Regions from separate parts of the Bombyx mori genome. Here region 1 is linked to region 2. The links are chromatin contacts, called in public Hi-C maps. All regions are on one chromosome and are shown on one strand. The core of a region is the stretch at or near the end of the contact, and the rest is flanking DNA. Distances in the headings are between cores, read along the strand shown. Region 1 overlaps LOC101735597 (protein yippee-like). Region 2 overlaps LOC101735597 (protein yippee-like).

What was found. A called contact is a pair of places that touch in the nucleus more often than the background predicts.
Region 1: a Hi-C map of whole pupa shows a contact between it and region 2, with 2.0 times the contacts expected there. The contact joins two enhancer-like sites. A contact is called at or near these places in 3 of 7 Hi-C or Micro-C datasets (an unstated tissue and whole pupa).

What each region holds. Positions count from the first base shown.
Region 1 is chr8:3,654,514-3,660,402 of ASM3026992v2, reverse strand. The region is part of intron 1 of LOC101735597 (protein yippee-like); the gene reads left to right. Among protein-coding and RNA genes, the nearest start is that of LOC101735597, 6.1 kb to the left of the region's middle. Within about 2 kb of position 4,337, at least 6 of the 8 cell types and tissues checked have open chromatin away from gene starts, as enhancers often do.
Region 2 is chr8:3,575,132-3,581,146 of ASM3026992v2, reverse strand. The region is part of intron 1 of LOC101735597 (protein yippee-like); the gene reads left to right. Among protein-coding and RNA genes, the nearest start is that of LOC101735597, 85 kb to the left of the region's middle. Within about 2 kb of position 4,341, at least 1 of the 8 cell types and tissues checked has open chromatin away from gene starts, as enhancers often do.

The DNA of each region.
Region 1 (5,889 bases), core at 3,088-5,587, 79 kb before region 2:
ATAGATGTTGTTAAACATTATTCATTTATTAAGGTAAACGTAAATAGGTACGTATTTTTACAGTGAGTTCGTATTCAGTGAACCTGCAATTATTGCCATTACTTATTTTATTACGTGCGAAATACGAAGACCATTTAAAAGTTATTACATTTTAAACGTTATTTGTTAAATTATTGTCGTAATTAAGCGTCGCCGTCTCATCCAACTGTTCCGATTTATAGAACACTTTTTCCTACCTATTCTAGTAACCTCAAGCGGTTATTCTAGTTTCGCCGTACTAGTAGGTGAGCTCACGGGGCTCTAACCTGACGACGTTGCTAACACGAACCCTAGCAAGAGCTTTGCTTTGCAGAATCTACCACCGGATCGGAAACGCGACCCACTGAGAAGATCCGGCGAGAAACTTAGTGGGCTGTGTCTGTGGGTTAACTTACGACGAGATCGATGACCGGTGCTTAAGGTACCTAAAAGCATCGTTAGTGGATCGGGAGGATCCGAAATGACGTGTAATAGAACACTAGCGATCCGCCCTAGCTTCGCTTCGGGTACTGTAATTTATTATTGATCTTATCGAATGTTATATCTTCAAATTTCTTAATATCGCGCACTCAGTTATTAGTACTCATAACTATTCAAATATTTGTCCAAATGATGTAGTGTAATAAAAAAGTGTATCTACTTTAAATACCAGATGCGATACAAGTATTTATTTTGATATAAGAATCAATTTGTTACTACGAAATGTGCGTTAGAAATAAATTATCAATTTTTATTGTATTTATGGTTCACTATTTTGGCTATAATGGCTTACACATAAAACAAAGATATATGCTGTCGCGGGGTTTTTTGTAAGACTATTTTGTGTAATTCACACTATATACATATTTATAAATTATAGTATATGTGTTACTCTGACGTGTAAGCTATATTATTGTAAAATTTCATCAATATCCAGTAGTTTTTGCGGGAAAGAGTAATAAACACACATCCATACATTCTTACAAACTTTCGCGTTTGTAATAAATATTCTTAGGATTCTAAATAAACCCTATCGGTTTACCCACCGTTCTCTGATTTATCTTTGATTCGGTCGCTACCAGATTACCCTGGACAACCGCTAGCGATTCAGCTAAGGCAATCTGAGAGATTTCCTGGGTCATTCTCATTCGCGAAGCAGCTGCTCTTGAGCTGTTAGGTCTCCTTCGGAGGCGCTCGGGTACCTGTTAGCAAATCCCACCCCTCCTGGCTGAGCCTTTGCTCGCCCACCTGTCCTGGTGAAACTGGAAAGGCCTCCGGGCCACCAGTAAATATTCAATCATAAAAATAAAAATAAAAATAAAGATTTCCTGGGAATTCAATCGAAATTGGCGCAGCTGTTTTTAATTGTGTGTATAGGGACACACATTGACCTTTATAGATAGAGGAAACGTTCCCGTATATTGAGTACAGGTACATACATTCTGTCTATTTTTGCCGGGGAAACATTTATTCTCGTGTTTAAGCTTATGAAAGTAGCGTGTAAGCCTATCGAGATTCTAACATATACCTAATATCTATTAAGGTAACCATTTAACACCGCATAGACTAACAACTTGTGCCTGCATAAAATAGAAAAAAAAATAGAACTCTTGAAATTATCTGTGTATATTAAGGGTTTTTTTTAAATAGCCATCTTGGGTAAACGGACACTCTCCTAATATATTTTCTAGGGTTTTAATATAAAAACCAATTGAGCATTGTTTGACATTGATTTTCAGGATTAGCTTTGATTGTGTATGAACTGTACCTGATAGAAATTGAGCAATTTAAAAATAACACACGCTAAAAATGGAGTGTGACCTAAATTAAAGTCTATTCGAAGCCGCGGTCAGTCTTGCAACGCTTCACACATAAGGTTTCCGCTTACAATAATGACATAAACCGTCTGAAGTCAGTACGTACATAAAGACATCCCTTCAATTGACTTCCGTAATAATCCCCACAGAAGCGATAGATTAGCATTTTATTTAATTAAGTACTAGTTTATTAGATAGAAATGTACGTCAACGCGAGAACGAATACTCAAATTATCCAAATGTCAAGTTAATGTTTAAAGTGCCAGACAAAGATATGTTAAAGGTAATTAATCTTTTTTTCCCTACCTGTGGTATCACCACCTTAAGAGGCTATATCGGCTTCACCCTAACGTGCAGGTGAGCTCACGGGGCTTAAACCGGAGTGGTGCTAAAACTGGCCATAGCAAGAGCAGTGCTTTGCAGAATCTACCACCAGATCGGAAAAGCGACCCACTGAGAAAATCCGGCGAGAAACTCAGTGGGCTGTGTCTGTGGGTTAATTTACTCGTCGAGCCCTTCCTCGCAAGCGACGGGTTCGACGAGGACAGTGACCGGTGCTTGTGGTACCTAAAAGCACCGTTAATGGGACCTGGGAATGGAATGGATCGGGAGGATACGTAATGACGTGAAAAGATTAATTGTAAAATTCAAGATAAACTACCCGTAACTTATTCTTTAATGGCTTTTCGATATCTTATTTTTGCGAGCTTTATGTTTAGTAAGAATACGGGCCGCCCGATAATGGGCACGGAGGCTCGATCTACACGACGATCTTTACATAAAAAGCATTGAACTTCTGACGTCACGCTTTCTTAAAAATATTCCGGGCATCAGACACTCCGCTCCATCATATATTATCAACGAATTGCTTATTACATAAGTAAAAGCAATGATACTGGTTTCTGGACGATACAGACAGCGAAAAGTAAAACAGAGCGTTCGGTAATCTCAACCGTCCAGGCAATCGTAGTCAAACCTCGCTTTAGACCAGCCTTTCCCAAAGTGGGCGATAATGCCCCCTTGTGGCAGGCCTAAAGGTAAGAGACCCAGAAAAAAATGGGAGCGTTGTGTAGAGGCTTAGGAGGCGATTTGTAATTTCATCTAGGAGGACTCTTAGACAGCGACTGAGCTCTCGCTATGGTGGTTTTTAGTAAGGTGAAAAAATGAAGGCGCTAAAGAATAATTTATTCTCAAAGTGGGTAGTAGAAAAAATAAGTTTGACAAGAAGATAAAATACACGCTACAGTTTAGACAGTCCAATCCAATCCCATTTCAGCTTCTTGAATGATTTCATAACGCCTTGTAGGTATATAAAATGATAGAATATGTCGCCCTGAAACAACTTTAGTAACACGGACCAGATAAAATCAAATGACAATAATCATCTCGATATCTGCGATAGCTGTAACCTTTTTTTGAAGTGAAACTTCTTTAGGCGCATGAGGGTAACAATTTTTAGGATATACGTGAAGTTAAAATATCAATTCACAGAGGGCGCTACCTCATACTATAAAAGGTGATTTACAAATATTTACTAATGACAAAATTTTACTAATAATATACTTGGACATTTAGGATAATTGTATTTTAATTTTTGAAGGTTTCACTTCTAGCACGTGTGAATTGCACACATGTTATTTTTTTTCCTCTACCTATGCTGATAGCCTTGAGAGACTATTTCAGCTTCGCCTTGACGTGTAGGTGAGCTCACGGGGCTCAAACCGGAAGTGTTGCTAACACTGGCCCTAACAAGAGAAATGCTTCGCAGCTGTAACTTTACTAAGCATTCAAAGCGTCGGATCTTTCTAAATGGACGAAAGATAATAAATATGGCGGTACTAATCATGTCTACGGCTAGTAAAATCCTCCTAAATTAAGGTATCAATCAATACGTGAAATTGTTTTTAAATGCATTAACGTAATTACGAGAACTGATATTTTTTCATTTTACGTAAATTAAATACAATAAATATTAATCTAACCTACAGTTGTTACAATGAATTATAATTATTTATATATATTTCTTTCTAAAAGGTATATTACAAATAGACAGCCCACTGAGTTTCTCGCCGGATCTTCTCAGTGGTTCGCGTTTCCGATCCGGTGGTAGATTCTGCGAAGCACGGCTCTTGCTAGGGTTCGTGTTAGCAACGTCATCAGGTTTGAGCCCCGTGAGCTCACCTACTAAAGTTAGGGTTACGCTGAAATAGCCACTAGGGCTATCAGCTTACGTAGGAAAAAAAACACAAATAGAGATTAACCTTATCATTTATTTTGTTAGCTCTCTGAAAGAGTTGAAGTCTGTACTAGGTTCAAAAATCTGTATTACTGATCTCCAGGCTCCTTCCTTCTTAGGATAGATTTGGATAGGGTATGTCGTGAACAGATATCGCGGGCTAGTGTTGAGAGATCATTAGGTGTTATCATTTAAGTAGGTCATTATGCGTGTGAGTGTGTGAATACGTATGTAGGTACATGTGGGTTTGCGCGTGTTGTTTTTGTGTGTGTTGTACGAGTAAGTGTGTGTCTGCATCTATGTGTGTATACAAATGTACATAGGTATGGGTGAATGAATTAATCATCTTAATTGCTCTGCGTGTCAATTATGAATGTATATAAAATCACGTAAGAGATCGAAGTCTCAAATTGTTGATGACAAATATGTATGTAAGCCAACATTCAAACTAACCATAGTGATGCTTATCCAAGCTTTTTACTGGTGGTAGGACCTCTTGTGAGTCCGAACGGGTAGGTACCACCGCCCCACCAATTTCTGCCGTGAAGCAGTAATGCGTTTCGGTTTAAAGGGTGGGGTAGCCGTTGTGACAATACTGAGACCTATATCTCAAGGTGTGTGGCGCATTTACGTTATAGATGTCTATGGGCTCCAGTAACCACTTAACACCAGGTGGGCTGTGAGCTCGTCCACACATCTAAGCAATAAAAAAAAGAAAAAAAGCAGATTCAAAATGTACCATGCCACCGGTACTATATTTCGCTTTCGTCTGCCCGCGCAGACATCAAAACATCGTAATAATGCATCTATTGTATTTTAAAACCAGAAAGGACCATGTCTATAATCCGTATACAGCGGCGTTACACAATAATTCACCGGTTTCAAGGCACGGAAAATTAAACTGTCCACATAAATAATCTTGTGGTGCAAATGTTTTGCCCGCGTAATAAATGTTTTACGGTTTCCCTTCGAGCTCGCACACGAGAAAGGCTACGTTAGAACGAAAGCGAGACGCGAAAGTTTGGAAGCCGATTCTACAAGTCTACTCACTACTACTCTTTTTTTTTTTTATTGCCTTTGTAGGCAGACGGGCATACGGCCCACCTGATGGTGAGTGGTTACCGTCGCCCATGGACTTCAGCAATGCCAGGGGCAGAGCCAAGCCGCTGCCTACCGCTTAATACTCTCCACAAGCCTCGTTTGAAGAAGGACATGTCATAGCGCTCGGGAAACACCGTGGAGGGGAGCTCATTCCATAGCCGGATGGTACGTGGCAAAAAAGATCTCTGGAAACGCACTGTGGATGACCGCAGTGGCTCCAGGTAGTATGGATGAACTCTACTCCGGTGGCAGGCGGTGCGATGGTAAAAACGAGATGCTGGTATCATCTCGAACAATTCCTCAGAGCACTCCCCATGGAACATACAGTACAAAATACAGAGGGAACCGAAGTCCCTCCGCAGACCCAGAGGCTCCAAACGACTCATTACTCATTACTATTTTATTATTACTATTATTTTTACTGGTGTTATGATGTCTTGTGAGTCCGCACGGGTAGGTACCACCACCCTGCCTATTTCTGCCGTGAAGCAGTAATGCGTTTCGGTTTGAAGGGTGGGGCAGCCGTTGTAACTATACTGAGACCTTAGAACACATATCTCAAGGTGGATGGCGACATTGACGTTGTAGATGTCTATGGGCTCCGGTAACCAGTTAACACCAGGTAGGCTGTGAGCTCGTCCACCCATCTATGCAACAAACAAAAAACTGTACATGCCACAAATAAGAAGTGTTTGTTCATAGATACAATTACAAAAG
Region 2 (6,015 bases), core at 3,092-5,591:
GTCCGCACGGGTAGGTACCACCGCCCTGGCTATTTCTGCCGTGAAGCAGTAATGCGTTTCGGTTTTAAGGGTGGGGCAGCCGTTGTAACTATACTGAGATCTTAGAACTTATATCTCAAAGTGGGTGGCGCATTTACGTTGTAGATGTCTATGGGCTCCAGTAACCACTTAATATCAGGTGGGCTGTGAGCTCGTCCACTCATGTAAGCAAAAAAAATACAAAACTTGATTCCACCGTCTACAATGCTCTCCAAATAACCGAAGACAGTTTGAGATGGTATAATATCATGAGAACGAAAGTCATAGACGGAAGCGGTCACGACCCTCAGACATGAGCAGTACGTTTGTCACTTCCTACGAATACCCATAAATTCATACTCGGCTACCGAAGCCTAAATATTCAATCAGACATTAATCGAGTGAATGGCTTTATCGATCGAGTATCAACATGGTAATTGCTATCGATCCAGTACAATAGCAGTTTGTCAGTGGCTTGTGAAGTTTCATAACTGCCGCTAAATATAAAAAGAAATCTAAGTCGATATACATAAGAAGGTTTAGAAGAACTTAACTCGCGTTACATAACTTCTAAAATATATTTATTGATAGAATTTTCGAGGCTATAATCAGCTTTCGGTGTGAAATTCCAATATCGGTAAATCAAGCTATAATATCTGAAATACTGATAGTGCTGTCATCGTTTATTAATATCACAGAGTACTAAAAATAGGATATGCTTTATTGAAGCATTGAATTGAATACATATAAAGAGGTTGTTCGATAAGAAACCACTGCCTCAACGAGAAGTGAAAACGTTGGTGTATTATCAAACCAAGCATTCGTTGTATTGTGAATCCGCAATGTAACACAAAGACAACCAGTGGGTGACCCTGCTTTCCGTCGAGACAGTAGACATCGCACATCAGTTGATTTTTATTAATAACTAGCGACCCGCCCTCGCTTCGCTTCGGAAACATTAAATTTTATTATTAAATAGCTGAGTCTCGCGACGTTACCCGCGGTAATTGTCGTACCGCGAGTGAAGCCGCGGGGCGGAGCTAGTCTAAAAAATTACTAAAATACGACGCATTTACGTCGTAGATGTCTATGGGCTCCAGTAACCACTTCATACCAGGTGGGCTGTGAGCTCGTCCACCCATCTAAGTAATAAAAAAGAAGAATTAAATTCACATATGGTGCATTCAGATCGGAAGCGGTTCGCTTAATGTGGAACACCTTGGACGGCGACCGCGGGCCGTATCGCGTGGTCCTTGGCGTAATACAGTACCGCAATTACGTGTTCCGATTACGTATTACAAGATCGATTTCAAACGGTAAATTATCTTTTGTATGCTTTTAAATATACACTACGACAGCGGACCTGGTTGTGGTGAATCAGGGCCACTTTGCTCTGTGCTTAAAATGCTTAATTTAACCATGTAGTAGATCATAGCGATCGGCTCTCAAACTTCTAACGTCACGACTTCACATTGTAAACAACCGCTTCAGATATTAATTTGACGTTTAATGTAGCATTGTATAGGTCTTCTTCAATCCGTGTTCACCCAATGCTGAGTGTAGGCTTCTTCGAATGCACCCCATTTTCTTCAGTCTCTGGCCTTTCTCATTCAGTCTCTACCAACTACTTTGCCCAGGTCATCGGTCCACCTAGTTGGCTGTCTGCCCACGCTACGATCGTTGTATAGGTATCTGTGTTTTATTGGCATTTAGGTGGGCGAATATGGAGCTCACTTGATGATGATTGTTCCCAGTATCAATGCAATAGCAAATTATCAATTTTAGTTCAGTATCAGTTTTAGTGAGTATAATACTACGACCATATAATATATCTCCGGATGCCAGACCCATATTGAGAAACCAGACAAGTGCGAGTAATACTCGGGTCCTAAGGATTCCGGGTGCGAGATAGTCATGGGCAGCCGTTGACTATAAAACTGAGATTTTAGAGCACATGTCTCAAGATGGGCGACTGAATTAAATTGATGTCTACGGACTCCGGTGACAGCTTAGTACCAGGTGGGCTGTTAGCTCGTCCGCCCATCTTAGCAAGAAATAAAAAGATAAGGCTAATAGCATTATTATATTACACTAAAAATTTGCGAGTGTCACACGTGTTTTTTTTCTTTTGAGGATCCTAAATATAAGAAACGCGATATCACCATCAAATATGTTGGCTGTGTTTTATCTAGTAATAAAATTACTGCTAAATGAATTTATATTTATCTCTCACACAGTCTATCGAGATCACACAAGGACGATTCTATTAATGTAGGTAGGTACACTCGTTAAAGAAGAAAGCTAATTAAAAATCAGTTCAGTGACTGTGTAATTCGTTGAGATTAACTAAAATTAAATTCGTGTAAACTTGAACCCAAAAGCTGTTCGTCGATCAGTCGCCCTGGTAAATAAAGCACTTTCCAAGAAATACTCAATCGAAATTATAGGTTGATTTTAGCCTTGCGACTAGGGTTCGTCAATCGACTGGTAGGTTCTAAAAATAACTACATACTTTCATTACAACTATCCAGAATGGTTCGAGTACTTTTTAAAGGGTAATTTCATTCGTATCGATTTCGATTTCTGCAATAATGTGACTGATCGCTTCTTATCTTAAAGTTTTCGTAACGTAAAATATGTTAGTATTGCAATTACATTTTTAATGAGATTGGACTTATTTTTTTATCAAAAAATATACTTCTTAGAAAGATATATATTTTTATCAAGAATATTGGTTGTAGTACCTACTCGTGCGGACTCACACTCTTATTAGGTTAGGTACCACCACCCTGCCTGCCTATTTCTGCCGTGAAGCAGTAATACATTTAGGTTTGAAGGGTTCCCACCCGTTGTAACTATACTGAGACATTTGAGACCTTAAAACTCATATCTCAACGTGGGTCGCGGCATTAACGTTATAGATGTCTATGGGCTACGGTTACCACTTAAAATCAGGTGGGCTGTAAGATCGTCCATCCATCTATGCAATAAAAAAAAAATTAGCTATGAAGGAGTGACTGAGCCATACTTTTGTGAAAAAGGTATCAAAACATCGGCACAAGTGTATCAAGATACCATTCTTGAGAAGGTAGTGAAGCCCCTTAAAAAAAAATGGTTGTTATAAGAATTGTTAAATTTCTGATAGAGATATCGTATTTCAAAAACGATAATTGAAATAGTTCATTTTAAAAAGTTTTAGCTTCTTACTACAGAATCTAAATGCAGTTTTGACCGTGGCAAGAAATTAAAAAATTGCTGTCTTTCACACACACACAAACATAGCAACACAGAAAATCTACAAAACATTATAAATCATATTAAAATTAAAATATATATAATCATAATTAAAAGATATGTTATAAAAAAAATATAGCCATTCTCATCTCGCCAGCGTAAAATAACAAAGACATTACCCAAGTCAAAACATTAAAAGGGCCTATCGTAATGAATCGAACACAATTTATATTCATATGAACATTTCTCTATACGAGCCGCCCCGACGTTGTCCGGTTCCGAGGCTAATACCATTAAGCCATGATTTATTTTACGTGACTAATGATTATAGTCGTTTCGATAATTTGCCCCGAGAGATTTCAGAGCTCTAGGTGTAATTACACTGTCTGGCCAAAAATAGCGTTACGATAAAAGAATAAAAAAAAAACAATAACATTACATTTGAATTTGGAATCTGTCATTCTCATTTGAATATTCATCGTGTTCCCTCATTTTAGCGCCAACCTTGGTTAAATATTCTTGTGGAATTAAAACGAAGCAGGGTGATAAAGAGAACCGAATCGAGAAAGATTTTATAGAAAGCGGAACTAGAAATAAATTATCTGTTTTCACTGATGATTTGGCGAGGTGTTGACTATCAACGACTGAAAATACTAAACATCATAACTAACGATATCCATTGAAGTGTTTAAAAAACTTAAGAACACCATGTTAGTCCTCTCAACAAGACTCAAAACCCAGGACTTAACCCTCGCTCCACACAAGCGTGGTTGAAAATTAGCGTTTCTGACTTCATGCAAGCGGAATACTGGCCTTCATATGACGTTACGACGCTTGGTTTAAAAAAAGTAAAATTAAGAGCGTATGTACTTGCGATATAATTTGCGAGCCCCTAAAACATTCCATAAGGTTGTCACTCGCGAATTTTCCCAACTAGAAGAAATGCATGTTTCACAACCAATAACTAATGAATTTAAATGATTTCATTAAAGCCAATTAATATAAATTTTAATGAGTTCATATTTTTGCGATGCTATTATGAATAATTATTGAAACACGAAAATAAAGTAACGCACAATGCAAGTAATAAACGTACCGTATAATGATAATAACAAAAACGTTTTCCTTGTTACAATATTTATGGAAACACTAGGTATATTCCTCATGATATTTATTTATTACTAAAATGGGCCTAAATACTGGCTGTCGAGTATTGGATTCATTTCGTAATTATCAGATCTTACTGAATATATATCATATCATTTATTCCTAGTCCGATACTCTTGGCAGAGTAGTCGTACCTGTTAATGGACAGGGTTGCGTCTCGTCGTCGCCGCGTCACTTCATTTCGAATCCTCCAGATCCACTAACGGTGCTTTTAGATACCGGGCTCGGCGAATAAATTAACCCACAGACACAGCTCACTGAGTTTCTCGCCAGATCTTCTCAGTGGGTCGCGTTTCTGATCCTTTGGTAGATTCTGCGAAGCACGGCTCTTGCTAGGGTTGTGTTAGCAACAACGTCTGGTTTGAGCCCCGTGAGCTCACCTACTCGCCCGGTTACGCTGACATAGCCTCTCAAGGCTATCAGCTTAGGTAGGAAAAAAATATCGTCGCTCGCTTCCAAGACAGCCGCATGTTGAGCGATAATCCTCCATTGGAGACTGCTGTTGGCATTGCGAGCACATCTCATAACAACATATAATACAATACCGTACCTACTTTATGGTAGCCTAAGGAGGTATACCAGCACGGACGTGTAGCCGAGCTCACGGGCTCAACCTGAGTGAATTTGTTAACACTAGCCCTAGCAAGAGCCGTGCTTCGCAGAATCTACCACAGGATCGGAAACGCGACCCACTGAGAAGATCCAGCGAGAAACTCACTGGGCTCTGTCTATGCGTGGAGTACATGTACTAGGGAATGTCATTACCAACGTATATCGGTGCTACCGTTCTACATAAAACTACTTTTACGGTTTGTATCAGAATAACATTGAAATGCCGGCTTAGTCGTCCGTGACCAAAAAAACTGTAAAGTATGCGAAACTTTAGAGGTCCCGCAGTAGTCGAAATTCGACTATAATTGGAATTGTAAGTTTGTACACTATTATTATGATTGTATTTTATACTTCTATAATCACAAATTTCGCCAAGGCTATAATAAAATATTAATATAGACAAACAATATTTAATCTAGATATTATCAATTTGACCACAGACGTCAAGAACAAAAGTTTGACAATAAATAGTATGCATGCGTGTGTGCGTCAAATACATGGTATGTAGTGTGTGTAATGTTTTCTTTATTGATTTAATGAATATTTTATGCATTATTTAAAAAAAATTTAGCATTGTGCACTTCTTCTCTATATTCTCTATAAGTGTGGAAAATTTCATACTCCTACGTCCACGCAATTTTCGTAAAAAGGGATACAAAGTTTTTGCTTCACGTATTAATATTAATAATAATATTTTCAATAACAACACGAGATTAAATCGTAAAAGTACTTTAAATTCGCGAAAGCCAGAGAATGCTGTTCTATTTTTTCTACTTCGGAGCAATCACGGAATAGATAAATAAGGTTGGAAAGGCCTTTGCTCTAATTTTGTATTAGAACCAGTGTCGCCGCTTCATCCCCACTATTTTAATTTCTACACATACACACACTGTGATTACAAGTATTTCGCACACAACAAAAACACCCACACATAAATCTCAGGACAGATATTCGTTCGCAAACTAGCACAAAACACCCGTAGGC